Regions from separate parts of the Gossypium hirsutum genome. Here region 1 is linked to region 2. A link is a contact called in public Hi-C data. All regions are on one chromosome and are shown on one strand. Each heading gives the region's core, a stretch centred on a gene start, on an enhancer-like site or on the middle of the called end of the contact. The rest is flanking DNA. Distances are from core to core; before and after follow the strand shown. Region 1 has its middle 30 kb from the start of LOC121217066. Region 2 holds the start of LOC107903826 (selenoprotein F).

Evidence for each region. Hi-C and Micro-C count contacts between places; a contact is called where the count stands out from the background.
Region 1: a contact with region 2 is called in a Hi-C map of leaf, with 1.8 times the contacts expected there. The contact joins the enhancer-like site here to the promoter of LOC107903826 in region 2. A contact is called at or near these places in 7 of 34 Hi-C or Micro-C datasets (callus, hypocotyl and leaf).

Annotation. Positions count from the first base shown.
Region 1 is chrD05:51,830,728-51,837,100 of Gossypium_hirsutum_v2.1, reverse strand. It overlaps the pseudogene LOC107903708. Among protein-coding and RNA genes, the nearest start is that of LOC121217066, 30 kb to the left of the region's middle. Within about 2 kb of position 4,035, at least 6 of the 9 cell types and tissues checked have an H3K27ac peak or open chromatin away from gene starts, as enhancers often do. A contact at or near this core is called in hypocotyl and leaf, where this site is marked.
Region 2 is chrD05:51,719,226-51,725,327 of Gossypium_hirsutum_v2.1, reverse strand. It overlaps LOC107903826 (selenoprotein F), which reads left to right and starts at 1,791. Exons shown (of 4, transcript XM_016829997.2): 1 at 1,791-2,120; 2 at 3,354-3,412; 3 at 4,146-4,327; 4 at 4,752-5,087. The coding sequence starts at 1,940. The coding sequence ends at 4,827.

The DNA of each region.
Region 1 (6,373 bases), core at 2,786-5,285, 110 kb before region 2:
ATGTTTCTCTGAAGTGATTGATATCATATGTTGTTCAAATTTAATGCTTACCTACAAAGAGGAACCTTGCATGAATCAGGCTCATTGCACATGCGGGAATGCAGTTCAAGAAGCTGCCACATGCGTTTGCAGTGATCACATCCACCAGGGACCCGAGTCTTACAATTTGAGAAATGACGCACTAAAGTTTCAAGCCTTTTACAAGCTGGAAAATTACAAGCACCCTGGCTCCCTTTTAACACCTTACCACGAGGTCCAATCGTCCTACAGCAGTCCTTGGAAATGTGAAGGAGGGCCTCATTGCTTCGTGCAATTGCAAGTAGACTTTTTTCTCTTCCATTTTTCTCTGCCTCTCTTGCTTTCTCTGAGGGAAAGAAAGGAATAAGTAAAACCAATGATGTAAAAACAGAATAATTGTATAACATATAACCATATAAGGTTAACTATCAGTAAACTCCATTCATAATAATAAGAAACCGATTAATATATTCGGGCATCATAATTAGAGCAGCATTTATGAGGGAAGGGAAGAAAGGGTATACATAGGCTGCATAACAAATAATGACAAAGTGATTCTCCTAAGGGCTAATAAACAAAATCTTCCATGAGATAGAATCATGTTCCAAACTGTAATAACCTACACCAACAGGCACTGCAAATAGTCAGCTCACCGAAGGTTAAACACTTTATTCTTTCAAAAGAAGCTTTCTAGTAAAACTGAGAAATAGTAAGAGGAAACACATTGAGCCAAAAAAGTAACAGAAACAAAAAGCGTAAAATGAAGAATCTTTTGGACAGAGGAAGAGATATTTTAAACAAAAGAGTATACTATGTTGAATCCCCTCAAAAGAAAATAATAATAACAAAAATCTAACCTACCTGAGAGAGAAAAGGAAAACAAGTTGATTAACAAATACAATAAAAGGTGTATTATATTCTTTAGGAAGATCAATAAACAAATATAAACTCCTCCAAACATAAAGAAGGTTAACACTTACAGTATCTGCTTCAACAACAGACTCTACAAGTTCTTGCTCAAGAGCAGGATTGGCACGTCTCATTGCTCTCCATCCTTCAGTTAAAGATATAGATTGGAAATTCTTTACAACCATACGGACACAAATGAAGGCAAGCCTAGGTGCATCACAATTCCTTGCTAACTGAAGAACATCTATCACATTTTCTCTGGTAAGCCAGCCTTGCTCCAGTGAGCAAATACAAACTCTTTTCAGTGATGGAATTGAGTAGAAATGTGACAAGACTAATAGATGGAGAACAAACTTCTGCAGCTCCTCCTCTTCATAGCTGTATTTCAGTATAGAATAAAACCAAGTGAATCCAATTATAACAGAGATAACTAGGGACAGACATAAAGAACCTATGCCAATTTAGCAGTGCCTATAAGTTTCCACAACTAGTACATAACATACAGGTCTACAGGGGAAAAAGGAAGTCCTCGCAAATGGAAAAACAAGTTGATTTCCCTTTTCCTTTTACAGATAGAAATGGTTTTCTAGAAATGTCCAGTTTGAACTTAACTAGTACCGTTCTCCTGCATGAAGATTCTAAGAACCGTACTTTCATATTGATCATGCATTATTCAGAAATTACAATCACAGACAGTACAGACACCTTTAAAAGACCACGAAACAAATTATCTCGACATAAATAACTATGCATGAACTTGGTGGTGGTGCAACTCTTTGCACAGCCACAGTGGAACAGCTTAGTTCCCAGCATCCTAACTTTATATATGTTCTTAGGCGTTTTAAGGCAGTGATAAAAAGAAAAGAAAAGAAAGGAAATAAACAGAGCAACTTTAAGAGACTACAAATTTGGTACTTAGTATCATGCCATATCTGTCAAATGATACATAAATTAACATATTTTCTGGTTTTGGTTGCCACTTAAAATATAGTAGAAACAGACAGGAAACTATCATCATATAATGATTTAAAACCATATACACAAACTACCGCTAAATATTTTATGCCAAAAGTATGCAGAAAAATATTTCAAACATACCAAGATGAATATAGAAAACGAATAAACATGCAGACAGCTCCATGAGGTACTCCAGGGATTTTGATGTATCTCATGCCATTCTTGACTTTTGATAGCCTGAGAACATTAGCCAGCACAGGTGATGCAATACTCTACAAAGGAGAAGAAAGAAAATTTAGCTCAGAAATCAAAGTATGAAGAATTGATGATATTACAGTCTTATAGCTTCTATCTTTCCACAGCTATATGGTAAAATAAGTATTCTGCCATTTATAAGGACACAAATTCAAGCTTGAACATTACTTAAAATTTCCGTTTTTGAAGAATAGCAGTGCAAGACCATTGGCTGAATTTCTACTCAAATTTAAAAGCAAGCAACAACAATTCAAATCCTCTTAATAACTAGAAGAAGAAAACTTCCTTAACATTATGATATTAATCAAGCCACCTTTATTGTTTTAATTAAGAGATAGCAAGGATATATATATATGTATAATTAACTCACCAAAACATTAGAATGAGCTAGAACACATGATTTTTCATTGGTGAGAATACAAACATCTGCACCATACCCTTCCTTAAACAGGTTGTCCCATGCATCCTTTGTTTCCTTTGGGACAACAATATCATCAAGAGGCCTCTTGGAAAACTTAGTTCTTGTACAATTTTTACTAGGGAGAGGTGGCGGTTATGGAGCATTAGAGTTATCAGATGCAAAAGGCACAGGAGCTTCCAGCACAGGTAAAATATCGGCTGGATGTGCTTCCCCTACATTCAAAGATTTACAAAAGGGCTCACTAGGTGAGGATAGCCATGCAGAGTCAATAGCTGGTGAAGCCATCAAATAAAACTTCCCAGAATATCTGCGGTAAAGTTGCAAATAAAACGAAGAAATGAGAATAGAGCAATCAAAAGTCCAAAACATGTATTAATCGCAAAAGACGTATGCAAGACCAAATGCAGTAATATAACATGAACGCGGGAGATGAATATGTACTAAATTCATCCAATTCCAAATCCTAGTCGTGGAAGGAATTGTTTAACATAAATTAACAAATAAAGCAGAAAACCCAATAGAAACATTCTGATAAAGTATCAACTATGTTCTTGTTAAAGTCTAACTACCCTTACCTTACCTTACCTTACCCGTAGTCTAGGAATCTAAACAATCAACAAGGATATCTAAAAGACATGAAGGCAAAACCCATGGTAATATATCACACAAAAACTTTAATAGCTATGATAAGAATTGGATAAATCAGGAAATATAACTTTTTAGTGTTTTCTCTTATGATTAAAATCAAATAATAATAATGGGGGAATAATAAAATCCTTAACTGCCCATTTCCAATATGCTTAAAGTAAGAGTTTTTTTTTTAAGGGCATATAGAAGAAAGAGAAAATAATATGGTACATTAGCGATGATGCCATATATTACATGAACAAATTTCCTTTCGGAGGCCAAGAAAATTTGGTAAAAAGAAATAGACTCCAGCTTGACTTTTTTGTTCTTTAAAATTTTCTTTTTTCTGGACAGCAAATTAACGGTTCATACCTTTACAAAAATAAAAATAAAAACAAATCTTCTTCGACCCAAAGAAATAAAAAGAGCAGTCGAAATTTGCTCGATCTTCCTCCGAGTTTTTTATAGTCTGACCTACAAAGCTAAAGACCCTGAAAAAAAAAAGAAGAAATATTTATATAATAAAATCAATTATACGGAACACAAATATTTCTATTCCCTTCATCTCCAAATATATGAAAAAGAAATCTACGATGAAAAATGTTTTTGAAAACAACGCTAATTTATTGTTGCTTCACATAAAATTTATACACTGCAAAATGCACAATACAGTGAAAAAAATAACAATAGTGGAATCAAAAAGAAAAACATAACTCAGAATTGAACTGACCTTTGGATCATAAGGCTAAAGAAAATGAAAGAAGAAAAGCACTGGCACTATTGGAGCTTCAGAAACGACGCAGTTTCAGAGCAGACGGAAGCGGATAGAGAACGATAAAGAAAAGATGTGACTGAGACGGGGATGAGACTAGACGAGACGATAGAAGTCAGTTGATTTATTTATTGGTTTGATAATTTATATATTTTTTCGTTATGACTAATAGTGAATACTTAATTTGACTTCAAAGAATCGTGTATTAATAATCATATCTGTTAAAGATCTTACCCAGATCACGTCAGTAGTTCTATTTTAAAAAATAATTTATTTAATATCATTTTAAAAATTATATTTTTTAAATAATTTCTCTAATTTAATTAATTTACTTATATAATTAAAATCTTGACAGAAAATATACAGGTTTATTAAATTACGTTTTCAAAGGTTTTCTTTCTTTTATAATTTAAATCATTTTTAGCTATTCTTTTTAAATTTTAATAGCCATTTGTTTATTTTATACTTTTTTATATTTTTTAAGGTTTAATATAACATTTGGTACTTGAATCTGATCTGTTTTCCTAATTTGGTACCTAAACTTGACACTATTTCTTAAGTTGGTACTTAAACTTTTTGAGGGTCCAACTTGGTATTTCAACTTGACTCTTTTTTCTAATTTGATACCTAATCTTTTCTTTTTCGATTTGGTACTTGTGAAACATTATACAAATTACTCCAATATACTAACAATGTTATTTCTTTATAAAGTAGCAAAAGTAATCAATGTATCACTGACATGAGACAGATGATATGATATTTTTTTGTATTTTATATGTTCAATTACTTTAATTTTTATTTATTTAATTAAATATTTTATGAATTGAAAATAATGAATTTATTTTAATTTGAGGTTTTAAAAAAATTCTTATTTAATATTAATTCGTTACACATAATTCAATTCCTATTTTTTAACATGAATTTCCTCTAATACTGACAATATTTTTGTAGCATAACAAAAAAAAACATCGTTAGTGTTTTACGTAATTTGTATAACATTTAATAAATTTAGGTACCAAATTGAACCTAAAAAAAAGCTCAAGTACCAAATTAGGAAAAAATGTCAAGTTCAGGTACCAAATTGGGCTCAAAAAAAGTTTAAGTATCAAATTAAGAAAAAGTGTCAAGTTTAGGTATTGAATTGAGCAAAAAAAAAGTTTAGATACTAAATTAAGAAAAAATGTCAAATTCAAGTACCAAATATTATATTAAGCCAAAACCAAAGTTTGATAAAGCAATCAATGATATGGTTTCAATTTTCAATTTTTTTGCTTAGTCTTTTTTATTTCAATTTTGCTTATTTTGTTATTTGTTCGCTTTAGTTTTTTTTTTTAAATTGCTTATGCATTTTCATCAATTTCCAAAAAGTAAAAAACCTTATGAAATAAATAAAAGACTAATAGAATTTGAAAAGAATAGCTAAATATTATTTAAATTATAAAAGAAAGAAAACCTTTGAAAAGGTAATTTAATATACTGTTTGTTTATTATTTTCTTTTTTAAAAAATAATTATATAAATAATTTAATTAAATTAGAAAAGTTATTATATATGATTGAGTGTATAATATCCTTTGAATGTATTTAAAAATTGAGGATGTATTGGTGCTTAAAAATTATAGATTTAATATCATCCTAATATAATTTACTAGTTTTATTATCTCTTGCGTTGCTATGTATCAACCTTAATATTTTATATTTATTTGTTACAAAATTGTTACAAAATTTGTAAGGTTTAAGTAATACTATGATTATTTATCAAAAAAGAAAGAAATACTATGATTAGAAAATTTAAAAACAAATTAATACACATGTTGAATTTTTTAAATTATTTATATAAATTAATAATATAAAATTTTAATATTTAAAATAAACTTGAATTAATTACCATATTTATCAAAATATCGAAATTTTAGAATTTTTGAAAAGAATTTATTATGTCAATGTTCCATGTTTCAAAGTATTGTTATAGAATATATATATATATATAATACGTATAAAACAAAAATAATTCAATAAAAAGAACTTTTGGTAAAAATGAAATATTTTTAAAAAATTATATAAAAATTCTAAAAAATCATATATTCAATATTCATATAAATTCTAACAAATATACTTTAGAATATATAAAAATATACTTTCAAATTTTTAAAAATATATTTTAATAAATAAAAATATTAAGTTTTGAAAAAGAATATTTTTAAGAAGTCCAAAGATTAAATATATAAAGAAAAACTTCTAATATATATATATATATGACATTATGGTACTAATGTGACACTTTGTGCTATGTGTCAGCCACAACATAAATGATTAAGTAATTTATACTAGCAAAACATATTTTTAGCGGCGTTTTATTGGCCCTATAGCAGCGCTAAAATAATTTGCAGTGTTTTGATAAGCGCCGCAAAAAAGA
Region 2 (6,102 bases), core at 542-3,041:
ACACAAAAAAAACTGAAATAACAATGACATTGCCTTATAGTAACAAACAGGTAAAATAAGTATGTAATTACAACTATTTCATGATTGGTCTTTGGGTATACTCTAGCAACTATCCAGTCACCGAATTGGTAGATGTTTAATCATTTTGAACTTAAGTTTGTGGCATTTATATAGGTTTCTTGGTACATACCTTATGGTATAAAACTCTTGATGAATTGAATGTGGAAATAGATTTGGTTTATGATGTTCTGAATCATGTGCACGACAAATGAAGTGGTTAATACTTAATTTAACAAAATTGGATGCTTTGGTAAGTTAGAACATGAACTTATTAGTTGGTATGTGAATTTAGAAATGCTTGATGTGGAAATGGTATACCTTGTTGTTATGCTTGAGATATAAACTAGTGAATGGTCCATTTGGTTCATGATTTATGTCTTAAACATGCCTATAATGAATTGTGTATGTAATGGGAGTAAAATGGTATGTTTTGATAAATTTGATATAGGTAATGTTAAGCAATTGAATGAATTTGGTTAGTATGCTCAAATGGTAATGAAATTGTTTAAGCTTAATTGGTGAAAGTGAATTGAATATCTTGTAAAAAAAGTTGAATTGAATGTTTAAACTTGAATGGTATGGTTTTGGGTATGTTTTGTACCAATTGGGTTTGATATTTGCTGCATAAAATGTTAAGTATGGTTGGAAGTATTGAAATCGGTACCAAATGGTTTATTTATACCAAAAACAGAGTCATCGTCTCGACGACCATTCTTCTTCGTTGGAACGTCAATTGATAGTAAGTGGCGTTGCGACGTTGAATGACCTGACTCTGTGACGTGACAAACTGTTTGGGGACGCCACAACATGGAAGTGATAATGTCACGATGTCAGCCTTGAAGTTTTAAAACTTTGCAATTTGGTCCTATTTTGAGCTCGGGTTGACAAAAGAGCTTTTATAAGTTTGATTAAAACTAAATTTGGTTGTTTTATACGAAATAAGTATGATTGACATTGAAGTGCATATGCGTATGAAAATTTTTACTGCAAAATGATTGTAGTTACTCCGACAACGAATGTTGCATCCTGTAAGTCGAACCTAACAATCGGGTTAGGCGAGGGGTGTTACACTCATCTTTTTCGACCTTAAGTTATATTTTTTACCTAACCTGAACATGAGAGTCGTTAATGTTGAAAAAAGAGAAAAGTTGAATTTGCGTAAACCTTCTTCATGAATTTTTCCCCTTAAATTATTTTATTTATAAAATTATTATTTAATAAATAAATTTCATGTTAGAAAATGAGAAAAAATATTCATTTATTTATAATTATTTATAATTTTGTATGTATTTATATAAATCTTATGTATTTTTATCGAATAATAAACTTTTAAATAATTTTTTTGTATTTAATTCTTTTAGTATTTAAGAATCAAGGCTAATTTGATCAAATGTGTAAAGTTGAGAGCTAAATTTATTAATTTTTTAAGATTTAGGACTGAATTAATAGAATCTGTAAATATTGGAAGGTTAAATTTATTATTATGTAAATATAAAAAAGGTCATCATTAGTGATTTAAAGAAAGAGTGACCGAAAATATTAAATTTTGATAATATTAACTATTAAAATAAAAATATTTAACCTAAATGAACTAATAGCTGGATAATCACTTTTGAAGTTCATCTCGTAAAAAATTGATTGGGTAAGAAACTTGTCTGACCCAAACGACATCGTTAAGTAAGTCCATTAGTTGTATTTACATTGTTAAAGTAGCAAACGACATCGTTTCTATTTCGCTATCAACACTCGCGTTCCGGATTCCCTTTTTAAGAGGTTAGAACTCAGCAGTACTCTTTCCTGTTTGGAAGCGAAGGAAGCGACTTTCAACTTCGAAGAGGAAGACTTGTTAAATGAAAGAAGCTGTGAAAGTGAGATAGAGATGTTGAGGTTCACATTATATTATTGGGTGTTAATATTTATTTTAATTCCATCTGCTTCCTTCGTTATTGTATCATCATCGAAAGAACAGCTAAGTTCAAAGCAATGTGAGGATCTGGGTTTCACGGGTTTAGCCCTTTGTTCTGATTGCAACACTTTTTCTGAGTATGTCAAGGACAAAGGTACTGAATCAATACCCTCTTCAAAAAATAATTGGAAAACAAACTTGAAATTTCCTTTTTATGCTGCTATAGCGGTTTGCTTGATTAAATTTTGGAAATTTAAGGTGAATTCTTTGGATTAATTTTGGTTTTGTCAGACTGGGTTTACTTTCTTTTTTTTTTAATTTCTGGGTTTTGATGTTAGGGTATCAGAGGGCTTTGTCTAATCTTTAATTGGGGGGTTATTTATCGATTTTGATGCGTTTTCCAGTTGCCACTAATGCATCTCTTTGTAATATGGTCAAACTTCAAATAATCATGATAATTTTCTATATAAGCATCTTTGTAGTTGGCAGCAACAGTTTAAGTGGTTAAATGACTTAGAATTTCTGATTTAAGGTCAGTTCCATCTTAGCTTGATTGGCACATTGTTGCAAATACAGTAATACGTGGGTTCGAATGCATTGGAGCACATTATCCCCTAATTTATGCTATTTATGGGTTGAGAGAGCACTGGGTAGTTTTAGGCATTGTGTTAAAAAGATTTGATATGATCCGAACCTATAAAGAGATTATTAAAAAAAAGGGGCCAGTTGCTTTCTCAAATTTCTCAAGCTATGGCTCCATTCTATTGAAAATTTCAAAATTTCTAAAGTGATTATCATTTCAATACCACATCTGCAATGTCCATTAGGAAGCATTGTTTTTTCTTTTATAAGGAAAATCCTAGTTAATTTTTAAGTATTAGAGTTTTATTGTTATTCAAATTGCCCTGTCTTCCTTTTGCGTAATCAAATTCCTTAGGCTCCATTCGTGTTTAATTTCCCTGCCTCCTTAAATTCCTTAGGCTCCATTTGGATTTTAACTTAAGCTCCAGTTAGCTGCTGTGAGCTGTATCTAGCACCAAAAAGCTGAATGGTTACCTATTTGATTGTCATCTTCCTGTGCAGTTGGGAACATTTTAACTGTACTGATTATGTAGAAATAGAACTATTTTGTGCCTTCAGTACAAAATGAAACTGCCTTGTGATTCTTCTGCTTGATGATGCTATTTCAAGTATGCTGAACCATCATTGTGTGCCAAGTGTAATGCATTTGATTAACAAAAAATGAGTGACACTGGAGATTTAAACAACACAGCTGCTCTGGTGTGTTTATCTTTAATATTAGACTCAACAATAAAGACCAAATAACTGATATGTGCATTACATGCATCAATCTGACTGTAACTATGTCTATGTGTTTTGATGGCAGAGTTGATATCTGACTGCTTGAAATGTTGCACAGAAGACTCAGATGATTCTACAAGTAAGGTATGAAACATGCTTTGGATATGGGTTTCTTTGGCATGGGAGAGGGGTTCAAAATTTTATGCTTTAGTAGATTTTTAACCACTCATGTAATTTTTCTAAATCTCTCTTACACTTTATCCTCTCTGTTTTTCTTTAAAAAAAATATTTTCCTGCTCTATATTGGTGCGTCATTTAATTCCCAGATTATATTGAGACTTGTGAAAAGGAGGATGTTGCGTTTTAGCAAAAGAGTTCATGGATTTTTACATTTTTATCGAATCTCTAGCATATATAATAGTACTGCAGGTACATCAGATACAATGACACTCTTTAATTGTATTAAATATTAAGGGTATTAAGTTTCTTCGTGGACTTTGCTTGTAAGAAACATATATCATGTCTTATCTTCTTTTGAAAATGCCTTTTACGAACAACTCTATTCTAAGATCATTTCTGACTTGCAGTTAGTCCTGCATTTCTTTAGTCTGCTCATTTCATTTTTCTTTGCTGCTCTGTTTGGGGAAAGGGAATGATATTTATACCCTAAAAGAAAGGGGAAAGGTGGAAGCGAACCATAAATGATGGGATTGCAGAACAAAAAGCTTCTAAATTCTAGATATTTGTTGTTCTCAACCACCTTTATCATTTTAAATGGGAATAGAAGTTTCTTAAATTTGGTATTGCATGCTGTGTTTTTTTTCCTTTAAATCTTTTCCTAATTTCTAAAGTTGCACCTATATTCTTGCAATTGCAGATTACTTATTCAGGTGCGATACTGGAAGTTTGCATGAGGAAACTAGTATTCTATCCGGAAATTGTTGGTTTCATTGAAGAAGAGAAGGACAAGTTTCCAACAGTTAAAGTTCAATATCTTTTCAATTCTCCTCCCAAGTTGATCATGTTGGATGACGAGGGCCAATATAAGGAAACCATAAGGTTTGGTGCCTTCTATTAATGCACTTTTGCTCATATTTGAGATATAATATCCACTGAATAAAGAGGAATACTTGGACAGATTACTTTGGCCAAACTCATGATATTTCTCTCCATTCAAATTTTGGTCCTTAACATCCAACCATTTTTTTTTTCTTTACCTAGCCCCTTTTGTTTTCTCCCTCTATGCTTGCTCTCAAGCTATTTAGAAAGATACGAAACGAATAAATATGATCTTTGTTTATGCACCAAGTTTTACCTTGTTATTCTCCATATATGTGGATACATGCAGAAAAGCGAATCATATAAAATTCAGCCTTTCTTAAGACTTAGGAAACAAGAGTCTTATCAATTTTCCGTTTGCATTATTCCTGCTCACATTTTGGTGAAAACAATGAGGCTTCTTACTCCTGTGATTATTTTGCAGAATTGACAATTGGAAACGTGAACACATGCTGCAATTCCTGCAGAAGAAAGTTCAGCCCTATTCCGCAAGCTCATAGACAGTCGTTCACATTCCTGTTATCGCAAGATAAAGTAAAACCGAACTCAGCAAGATTGAACTATTTATTCGTGTTAGCCTTGTCGTTTTAAATTATGTGCTTGAGCTTACTGATTTTCTGTCTTTAAAGAGAGAATAATTATGAATAAAGGAGTATACAGTTGATCAGATGGTATCACTATAAGCCAAGTGACATAATTTAAGAGCTCGTTCATGTATCATGCCCATTAAGAGAATTCTAAGTGAATTGGATTGGCTGTACTTTGATCGGTTGGTGCCTGGTGGAAAGGTTTGACAATTCTTGGCCATCCTTAAACCGGGTCTAGAATGTTAAATATTACAATTATCATGTTAATAGCACGGAAAACAATTAGCTACTTTGGATTAATGTCGTTATCTCCTTTGATATAAAAATCAGTGAGTTGATTTGTTTGTGAAAAACTAAAGTAAAACCCCATGAATTTCTTGGGAAGATATTTTCAGAAAACGAATAACTTTGAAAAAAAAAATCTAAATTTGAATATTTAAAGTTGACTTCTTAACTTAAATTGTAGCACGGGAAAAAAATTAACAAAAACTTGTGTGTTGATTAAAAATTGTCGTTGGATAAAATATTGGAATTTTAAACAAACAGGTTTAATTTTTGTAAAAACATATGTTTGATTTTGTAAAAACCATTTTAAATAATGTTTTCAAGCCAAATCACGCAAAATATTATGGATCGAAATACTTTTGTTTTCCTTTTTTTTTTTTTTGATTTAGCATTCCTTTGAAATATTTAATGTACTCTCAACATTTCACACATATAAAATTTCTTTTATCAAAGATCGGTAGATTTGATAATTCAATCCCAAATTCTAATTCCAAGATTTGATAATTCAATCCCAAATTCTAATTCCAACTCCGACGGAAGAAATCTGGTTTTGAACCCTTTATTAGTAAATTGATAATATGTTAAAACTCTAAAAATAGATCATTGAAGTCTCATTCCAAAAGTCGAACGAGTAGACTTACTTATCTATCTTCCAAGTGAGAGTACTTTCTCTTAAGGTAAGAACACAAATTCGAGCAGCACGAAGATGAACGCTTCATAAGTGCGCAAAAACATTATTAGTTTCGGCCTTAAGAGATGAAAGGAAAATATCGATATCAGAACTTCGACGTTTACTTACTAAAGTTTCAAGAATTAGAGGAGTCATTGGTTTCACAACACTTCGTTTACAATGGAAGATTATTTAGCAAAATCGTCATTCATAATGAGTTGTGTGTAATCTAT